2 separate regions of the Ovis aries genome follow, and region 1 is linked to region 2. A link is a contact called in public Hi-C data. All regions are on one chromosome and are shown on one strand. Each heading gives the region's core, a stretch centred on a gene start, on an enhancer-like site or on the middle of the called end of the contact. The rest is flanking DNA. Distances are from core to core; before and after follow the strand shown.

Evidence for each region. Hi-C and Micro-C count contacts between places; a contact is called where the count stands out from the background.
Region 1: a contact with region 2 is called in a Hi-C map of liver, with 4 times the contacts expected there. The contact joins two enhancer-like sites. A contact is called at or near these places in 6 of 16 Hi-C or Micro-C datasets (liver, mixed tissues, muscle and 3 more).

The regions. Positions count from the first base shown.
Region 1 is chr11:18,126,017-18,131,242 of ARS-UI_Ramb_v3.0, reverse strand. The region is part of intron 2 of LOC105606871 (a long non-coding RNA gene); the gene reads right to left. Among named protein-coding and RNA genes, the nearest start is that of TRNAG-CCC, 94 kb to the right of the region's middle. Within about 2 kb of position 3,237, at least 11 of the 54 cell types and tissues checked have an H3K27ac peak or open chromatin away from gene starts, as enhancers often do. A contact at or near this core is called in liver, where this site is marked.
Region 2 is chr11:18,010,560-18,015,640 of ARS-UI_Ramb_v3.0, reverse strand. No RefSeq gene overlaps it. Among named protein-coding and RNA genes, the nearest start is that of COPRS, 11 kb to the right of the region's middle. Within about 2 kb of position 3,555, at least 12 of the 54 cell types and tissues checked have an H3K27ac peak or open chromatin away from gene starts, as enhancers often do. A contact at or near this core is called in liver, where this site is marked.

The DNA.
Region 1 (5,226 bases), core at 1,988-4,487, 120 kb before region 2:
ACACGGGCACGTCATTTAACCTCTCGGGGGGCCCTGACCTTTCTTTTTTATACAACGGACATGATGGTACTGTTGCCAGGATTTCTGTCCAAAGCAAATTCGATAGCAAAGCTGAAGAGCCTGGTACGAGCCGGTCCCCCCCACACCCCACTGCCTTGAGGAACTGAGGGAATGGTGTCCCCCACTGAATTCTGAAGATCCAGGGGGGGTCTCCGGCTCACAGGACTCTCCAGCAAGTCCCTTTTCTGTCAGGATCCAACCGGATCATGTGCTTTAAAGCAGCAGTCCCCAGACTTGTTTGGCCCACCGACCAGTTTCATGGAAGAAAACTTTTCCACGGACTGAGGTTGCAGGGGATGGTTTCGGGATGATTCAAGCACAGGACATTTCTTGTGCGTTTCATTTCTATTATTATTACATCAGTCCTACCTCAGATCATCAGTCATTAGGTCCCAGAGACTGGGGACGCCTGCTTGAAAGTGTTTTTGTGCACGCTAAGTTGCTTCCATCACATCTCTTTGCAACCCCATGGATTGTAGCCCAGGAATTAAGGCGCCTCTGTCCATGGGGATTCCCCAGGCAAGAATACTGGAGTGGGTTGCTGTGCCCTCCTCCAGGGAATCTTCCCGACTCAGGGATCAAACCTACGTCTCTTGTGTCTCCTGCGTTGGCAGGTGGGTTCTTTACCACTAGCACCACGTGTGAGGTCCAAAGGGCTTCAAGAATGACAATCATTTGCTTATTTTCTAATACATGCTTTTATGTACGAGGCCTCACTGACACCTCTGAGGCTCAGAGAGGTAAATGATTGTCCCAGGGTCACACAAAAGAAAACGGCAAAGCAGATCAGATGCTAGTTTTGCAGCTCTGAGTCCCCAGCGTTTTCTCTCTGTGTCCAGCCTGATGGGCAGGCCCACCCCACACCATCCCCAGGCGCTGCAGGGCATGGACAGTGCAGCCTGGGCCTGCTTCCCAGCTCCTCCCCCGCTGGTGAGACGAGCCAGGGACTATCTGCTGCCACCACTCCAGTGTCCGCCGTGGGGCTGGGTTCAAGCCCCAATCCATCAAACTCTGCAAGTGTCAAATGGGTTAATATCCAGAAGCAATGAGCATAGCACTTTGCCCCTGCCAGTCTCCAGGAGCAGTGAGCAGGCTATCGTCAGACTCGGAGCTCTTATGGGCAAGGACTGCGTTTTCTCTGTGTAAACTCTGTTGACTGCAGACTGAGAAAAGTACATGCAGGACTCCACGGAAGAGCAGGCCCTGGGACTGTGGCCGAGAAAGAAGACGACTGCATGGAAGAGACAGGGCAGAAACGGCCGGCGAAGTCGGAGGAGAACCAAGGGAGTACTGCAGGCCAGAAATTCAGGGAGAGCTTTTCAGGAAGGAGTAGGCCACAGTGCCAAATGCTGCAGGGAGGCCTAGCCGATTCGAATGGAGCAGTTTTTGGATTTTGCAATCGGGACACAAAGGAGGTCATGGCAAGAGCAGTGTCCACGGGGGACCAGATGGCAGAGGTCTGGGGAGAAGAGACAGGGGCCGAGGAGCTCGCTGCAGCATGGCAGGAACAGCCCACACTCACCCACTGTCAAGCTTATTCTTGTTCATTATTTCAGCAACTCTTCTCAACAATCCTGTAAGATGTGCTGTTATCCCTATCTTATACATTATAAGATCAGAGAGGTTAAATGGTTTCCCCAAAGTCACACAGCAATGAAGATGGAGTTCCAGGAGCCAAGTATAGTTCTCTTCAATCTCATAAGCAGGGTTAGAATTGACATGCGGGCGAGGGTAAGGATACAGGAGAGGAGACAGAAGCAGTGGGGACTCAGGATCCAGGCCATGGAGCCAAGGCCCTCCCTTTCTGGTTTCTGCCCCTCTGAGGCACTTAGTCTGAGCCAAGACTTATTTTGAGGGCTCATAGTTTTACAGACTGATGGAACTGCTCTGCACCCCAGTTTCTATAGTAAGCTCTTTTGGCAGCTGGACCAATGAAGAAGCTTCTGGAGGAGAGTGGAGCCCAGAATCCATTAATGATTAAAATGAACACACACACACACACACACACCCCTCTTTACATGAGTGTAGCATTCAAACTTGCATTAGCTCAAATGGTCTGCAAGCAGCCCCAGGTAGACACACATGGAATCGTCGCCACTTGGCAGAGATGGAAACTGAAGCTCGGGGGTTTTCAACAGGCGCCGAGGCACCAGAGTGTGAAACTGCTCTGCTGAGAGCAGGTTTTAATCTCATCCTGGCTGATCAACTCTGCCAAGAGCGCAAGGAGAATGAGATCAGAGGGAAAAGTCCAGGATGAGTCATTTGCTCTACATTCATGTATTGACCACCTACTATGAGCAGACCCTGTTCCAGGAGGAGATTTAGAGACAAAAGGATAACCATCCCTGCCTCCAAGCTGAGGGGACAGATAAGGACACAAACGGCGATTTCTTCTCCGGCAAGTGCTGGGGAAGCCTGGGGCCCTTGGAGCAAGGGCGTGGGAGGAGAGGCGGCTATTGTGGGGGGAGGAAGACTGTGACCTCTCTGGGGGGAGGTAGCTGTCCTTCACCCCTGAATGTGCACCTTCCTCACCCTGGTGCTCTCATAAGACAGGCCATCCAGACACACCCACAGCACTTCTGGGCTGCCTGGGATGTCAGGACATCCCAGGCAGCCCGGTCAGCAGACTCTGGGCTGTCCCCATTTCTCCCTGGCAACCTCAGTGACAAACCCTGGCCAGACACTGCTGATGGGCTGAGCTTCGGGGAAGAACCTGGACCCAGCACAAGTCGGGTTCAAGACAGTCTCTTCCCTGCCACTAACTCTATGTGACCTAGGGCCACTCAACTCACAGCCTAAACCTGGATATTTCTCATGTCTCCAACACCATTGGGCCAACTCCAGGGAGCTGCTGGGAGAATGAAAGAGGATCATGTTCACGGAAGAGCTTTTTAAGCTGAAAATCTCTTTACAGAGAGCGGGGGCTTTTCTAAGGCTTCTCCTGAATTCCTCCAACTGAGGTTCAAGATTGGCAGTGCCTCTCTTCCAAAAGCAGCGGACAAGTTAAGTCTTAAGCTCTCCAGCCCAGGGGGAGCAGAGGCAGAGTGAAGGGCAAGTCCAGAGGCCTCTTTTGGAAATGACAGGATCCATTTAGCAATCAATTAGCGCAGTCCCCAGGCTCCGGGCCTGCACGCTCGCTCGGCAGAAAGAATGCACTGCACCGTGCTGATTAGAAACAGATGCGCTGGCAAACAGACCTGGCCGAGCGGAGCCGGAATTCCTGGGCACCCAGCTCCTGGCTGGGAGACGGGGTTCGTTATTACATTCTGGGCACCGACGTGGGGAGAGAGGCCAAGGAAACCAAGCTCAGAGAGCAGCCTGCCCAGAGATTGTGTACCTTTTGAGGGGATTCGGAGGCGGGAGAGGGAAGAATGTTGACTCTGTCAGAAATAATCTGGGATAAAATTAGTTCAGCCAAATACAGAACATGACATTTGACCCACAGAGGCTGATGCCAAACACGGTATGGCTGACACGTGAGGAAGTGAGTGACCTGGGTGCTGAGCAAGTTGCAGGGGGCCCGAAAAATAACCTGCTGCCGTCCAGCTCATTGATTGAGTGCTCACTGTATAGAAGGCCCTGCACCAAGCCCTTTATACCCTCTCTCATTCATCTACCACAGTGACGCTGACTTTATGTCCATTTCGCAGATGAGAAGACTGAGATACAAAGAGGTTCGGTAAATTAATCCAAGATCACACAGACAATTAGTAGATCCAGGATCTGAACTCACTTGGGAGGTCCCCTCTCCTAACCACGATGGTAATTATTTCTCTCCTCCCAACTTTTTCCTTCTCCTTTGTCAGATGGAAAGGGACTTTGAGCAGTTCTTCTCCAGTTTCCCGGCACTGCAGGAAAGCTCACCGCAATGTCCCTGACCATGGGCAGCAGCCTCCATCAACCCTCCCAGTGAGGCTGGGCTCACCACCTCCCAAGGCTGTTGGTGCTAAGCTTGGACAATTCCCAAAGCCAGCCACTCTTACTTCTACTAAGCCTAAAGCCGGGTGGGTCCCTGCAAGCCTGGGGTTTCCCCCAGTCATATGGCTTCTGCCCTCTTCATCCCCTCCAACAGTGTCTAATTCCTTTTCTCTGGGACCATCTCAGGGCATCATCGTGACCTCGTCCTTATTTTTCTAAGCAACACAGCCTCTGTTTGACAGCTGCTCCCTGAGGTCAGCTGTGCGACTCCCCCACTATCACCAACACCCTTCCTGGCCGCCCGCCAGCGCCGATGTCCCTGGTGGGTCCAGATGTGAACATGGGGTCAACCAGCTCTCCCATCTCCCTCCAGCACAACACGGAACACTCTTTAAAATATTATTTTAATACAGTTCGTTTACCATTATAAGCGTGATACAGTTTCACAGTAGGAAACACACACACGCCATGAGCAGAGCAAACTAGCTTCCCCAGAGAGAGAGAAATCACCCGTTATTCTACCTCTAGTCTTTTATGCTTCCTTCGTATCTGGCTTTGTTTATTCTGAATCTATGAATCTGTGACCTGTGTGTTTTCACTTACCATTAGAGCACGATCAGTTGGCTGTGTTTTTAGAAAGTCTCTGAAAATGCTGTTCGTAATGGTCACATCAAAGTCAATGACACGAACAGACCTACTTTGGGACAGCGCTATGAATCCCCATCTCCAGCTCTTCCTGACTACAGAACCTCGGTTTTGTTCGAGGTCTCCACAAGATGTCACCTACATACTAGGGGATAGGGCCCTTGATTCTAAACTCGTGGCACTAATGTCAAGCCCCTTGCCCCTATGTTTGCATGCATGATCAAGCAACTTTGTTATCAGGCCTGAGCCAAGGGCAGAGATGGAGACTGAAGCTCGGGGATTTTTGTCAGGCACCCCTAATACACAGACCAGTATTCTAGCACCTAAACCCTTTTTTAGTACCTTACTTGATTTTGTAACCTCAAGATGTCATAGCTGGAGAGGATTTTAAAAATCATCCTCTCAATTTTTTAGATCATAAAACTGAGTGCAGAGAGGGCAAGTGAGTTGCCCCAGGTCACATAGGGGTGGTGATGGTCCAAGAACTAAGGGCTTTGGGCTTTTGGCTTGGGGGTCTCTCCACAACCACCCTCATGCTGCCCAGGGTAACTGCCGCTCTCGGCCAGCCAGGGAGGGCTCATGTTATGGCAAAGTTTGATTTTC
Region 2 (5,081 bases), core at 2,306-4,805:
CTCCTCCTCAGCCTCCATCTTTCCCGGCAGGAGAAGTCTCGCTGTGGAGCTTGCCCAAATGGTAAAAGCCATGCATCGCTCCATTGTCTGGCCCTTTTCCAGTTCTGTTATGTCTTTCTTGGAATGCAGAGGGCATAACAACAGAAACCACAGTGGCTTCCATTTTGAAGAGCTTTTTACAGGGACAAGGGCCCTATTTATGCATTCAAGCCCATGGTCAGCGAGCCTGTGGTCTGCCCAAGGTCACACACAGTGTCAACAATAGAGCCCAGAGGAGAATTCCAACCGCTGCAATCTCTGCCCTACATCCCACTGCCCGCATGCAGGACTCCAAATGGACACATTTGTCAGCCAGGGCACACTGAGCAGCAAGAGAAGGCGGGAGAGTCACGTCATGTTGGCTGAAAGCAGAAAGGAGGACTTACTGAATTACATAACCGGAAGTCCTGAGCAGGCAGGCTTCCGGGTTGGTCCTCAGGGGCTCGATGATGTCACCTTGGTCCCAGTTTCATTGTCTGGCCACCCACGGAGGCCGTAGTGGGTTAAATGGCAGTCTCCTAAAAGATATGTCTCCGTCCTAACCCCTGGACTTGGGAAAGTGACCTTATTTGGGAAAAGGGTGTTTGTAGATGCAATTAAGGATCTTGTGATGAGGTCATCCTGGATAACCCAAGTGGGCCCTAAATCTGATGACAAGTACCCTTATGGGAGACAGAAGAGGAGAAGACAGGCACGGATGGAGAAGTAAGGCAGTGCCTGGGGTGAGTAGCTACGAGCCGAGGATGCCGGCTGCCAGCGCAAGGTGAAGGAGTCAAGGAACAGCGTCTCGGCTAGAGCCTCTGGAGGGGCTCCAGCCCTGCCGATAACTTGATTTTGAACTTCTGGGCCCCAAAACTACAAGAAAATTCATTTCTGTTGTCTTACACCACCAAGGTCATGGTTATTTGTTAAGCAGGCATAGGAGACGAATCCAGAAGACAGGAAACACAGATCAACTTAGGCCTGATTCCCACCCCTAAGAAAGGTGTGGTCATCAAGAAGAGGGCCACAGATGTTAAGCGAGGCATCCAGAGTGTCCACCCCACACACCACGTGCAAGAATGGGGCCATCTCTGAACATCGACTCTCTGAGCACAGGAAGGACAGAGGGTGCCCTTGACGTGTGACCTTCACAGGCGAAGTTCAAGGTGGAGGGCTACACAGCTCCCCCTACCCCCCAGGGAGTTCTCTAAACCCTGAGAGCAAAGTTGAACATCTGGAACAAGGAGCACCTTCCTCTTGAAACAGTGGATATGAAAGGTCTTACAAATCTAGAAGTCATTCAGTCTAGAGACCATTCCATCCATCTGGTTCCCCAAACCAGGATGGCCCTCGAGGTCAGTCCAGACTCTTTCCTCTCCCTCACTGTACCCTCACAGGTGATCTGTCCCCCTTAAATATATAATCCCTGCCTGTTCCTCCCCATCCATCTCTAGAGCAATCACCCTAGTTCAGGTCCCCATCCTCTCTTGCTAGATTACAGCTCCAAGACTGGCCTCCCTGGCTTGGGTCTCAGCCTCCTCCCACCAAGAACTAGGAGGTTCTTTTGAAAACGAAAATCTGCCCATCACACATTCCTGTTAAGAACCCTTCAAGCTTCTTGGCATATCTTTCAAAGACTCTTGCTTAACCTGACTTCATCCCTCACCATGTCCCCAAATACATGAGACTTTCTCACACCTGGAGGCTTCTCTACACACAGCTCCCTCTGCCTGGCTGATCCTGCACCCACTTCATGGCCAAGTCCTCTAGCACTCGGCTTCTAGGTTGTCTCCTTTCAGGGGTCTCCTTGACCTGTCTCTCCTTCTTCAGGGTTCCCACCATACCCTGGGCCTACATAGTTCTCCTGTGGTGAGAGAAGGGTCCATATTTGTGCTGGGCTCCCTAAAAGCAGGAACCATTCCATCCTGAGCAGACAGTATTCAGGAATAAATTGATAAATAAAGATAGAGTCTACTTGGGATTCTCCTGCTTTTTCTCAAACAAAATTCATCCTGCATGCTAAGTCGATTCAGTTGTGTCCAGTTCTTTGCGAACTATGGACTATAGCCTGCCAGGCTCCTGTGTCCATAGGATTCCCCAGGCAAGAATACTGGAGTGGGTTGCCATGCCCTCCTCCGGGGGGTCTCCCCAAACCAGAGATTGAACCAGTATCTCTCATATCTCCTGCATTGGCAGGCAGGTTCTTTACCACTAGCGCCCCCTGGAAAGCCTAGAAAATGAAAGTCGCTCAGTCGTGTCCGACTCTTTGCGACCCCATGGGCTATACAGTCTGTGGAATTCTCCAGGCCAGAATACTGGAGTGGGTAGCCTTTCCCTTCTCCCAGAGCATCTTCCAAACCCAGGGACTGAACCCAGTTCTGCATTGGCAGGCGGATTCTTTACCACTAGCACCACCTGAGAAGCCTAGGCTGTTGCTAAATCTAGATGTTTCCCATCCCAGTAGAGTGAGCATACGAGAACAAAAACTTAGGAGTCAGATGACTTGCGTCACGATCTCTCCTCTTTGTGACTTTTGGCCAGTTCTCTTACCTCCCTGAGCCTCAGTGTCTCTTTCTGTAAAACGAGAATTATAAGCTTTGTAAGAAAAACCACCGAAGGTGTCATCTGGCAGAGGGATGTAGCACGATGCATTTGACTTTCCTGCTGCATACCCACACTTTGGTTGAAGTCAGCAAGCATTTTAAGTGCTTACTATGTGCCAGGCTCTGGGATGGGTGTTGGGGTGGGGGGGCATGGGTGGGTGATGATGACTCTTACCCTAAATTTCACAATAATCTTTTCTGAGAAAACTCCTCTATCAAATCAGGAGTAAATCCTGCCCTTGAACTCACAGGTGAGACTGCTAATCAGCAGGAAGCCCACTAACAGGAAGGTAACCCTGAGCCTGCTGAGCAGCTCCTCCAGGGCCCCTCGCCCTCCCTGCGGTCACACAGCACACAGCGCGTGGGTGGGTCTGTACTGCCACCTGCTGGAGGAATGGGGTAAGGCTACAGGCGGCAGGCAGCAGAGATTCAGGCGCCTGCCTTGAGTTGCCGAACACATGGCTCTAAGGTCTATCTGCCACATTTGTTCAACAGCTCACGAGAAGCTGTCAGAGGAAATGGCTTTTGAAATCACAATCACCTCACCGGAAAAGGGGGCGGGGGGGGAAGAAAAGGAAAGCCAACTGTACCTTGCAATGGCAGAAAGTGGGAGTATGCCTCCTGGGGAAACTTCTCTCTTTCACTCAAAGCCGGAGGACCGGAGAACCCTGTAAGATGGAGAGAAATGCCTTCTCCTGAAACTGTGGCTTACTCCCCAGGCCCTGAGTGAGGACACATCCTGGTGGGACCCTCTCAACCTTGGTGCCCTGGGACCCAGTTGAACTCTCCTCCTGCTCATCAACACCTGCAAGATCTAGCTGAGTCCTGGAACCAGCTCCACAGAAACTGCCGGAAGCTGGGAGGCCGTGCTTTTCCAAAGGCCTTGGCTTTGCAGCCAGACCCGCTAAGTCAACACAGCGGGAGCCAGCCGTGCAGCTTGCCTTCCTGTTACACCCTCCCACTTCTCCTGGGCCTGCCATGCTCACGCACATGTGTGCACACACACACAAGGAGTCCTCCAGATCCAGCAGTCTGTTATTTGGGTGGGGAATCTGCTCTGGGAGAACTGGCAGGCAGAATCCACATGGGCTACAGCCAGGGTATTGGGCTGTTGTGGGTTGTTTTGTTTTTTCTCTTTCTCCATATTCCAATCATCCTGGGAAAGTTGGGTCCAGGAATGTGAACTCCGGAAAACCAAGGGCAGTGCAGCGCCAAGGTATTTACTAAGCCAATGAGCATGCTTCCTTCTCCCTGGAAGGCGATCTTGGCTTTCCTCAGGGCACTACAGCGTTGCAGAGTCCAGCCAGTTGCTCCTATACATAAAGACAGTGTGGCCTTCGCAGCCTTCACAGTCAACCCAACAAGCACCAAGCACCAGAGAAAAAGCTACAGGAAGCACCATCCCCCATTCCCCCCAGGGTCTCATGATGAACATGTTGTCCCCACTATAAACGCAGCACCAGGGACTTTCCTTTGCCTTCCAGTACAGGGGCTGTGGGTTTGACCCCCAGTTGGGGAGCTAAGATACCACGTGCCTCCCAGCCAGAAAACCAAACCAAAACATAAAAAAGCAGAATCAATATTGTCAATGTGTAAATATTGAAAATGTACATAAAACACAAACAGCAGAAGCAATAGTGTAAATGTTGTAAATCTGAATATTGTAAATAATTCAATAAAGACTTTTCAAAAATAAACACTGCACCAAACTAATTGAGGGGTGAGGCGAAAGAGTACATTCCTCCAGACCTTCCAAAAGGAAAGAAAGCCGTAACTTACAGAAACATGCCAGAGCCAAACAAAAATACACAGCGTGACTTACACACACTGTGAATGGCACAGTTCTTTTTCTTCTGCCACAATACAAAAACGGGGAGTTTTTCATCCAGAGAGAAAATAAAAATGAAGCAAAAATTATCAGCGCTCTGATAGGAATCAGCCCATGATGATGCTTTCAATACGCTGTCATACCTACCTGATGATCTGACCCCCCTCCCCCCAGCAGTAATTCATTGTCATCTTGGCTTCTGTTAATTCTACGTTTCAGGGGCTCAAGAAGCAAAACAGTCGTCTCTTTGACCATTCCAGTTTCCGACCCTGAGCTTCCATGTGTACCTTTTGGGGTTCACACTTTCTCAAGCACCTCAAGCAGTGCAAGACATCATCCGATATCCATCTTCACAGGTCTTTTCTGTCCCATGGCCCCTCTGGGTCCCTGCAGTCCTCTGCATGCTCAAGACCTGGGCATCTTTTGGGAGATGGTCCTGACTGCCTAGAAACAGCAACATCTATCATTCTGGGGACTTAACCCCCCGGGGGCACACTGAGAAATAGGGTTCATAATTCCATCTGATCTTAGCGTCTCCAGAGTGCTCTCTTTGTTCTCTCCATCTTCGTTCTCATAGACAAGGGGACTTTTTTTTTGGCCTGGGGAAAATTCTTTCTTCCCGAATTTCT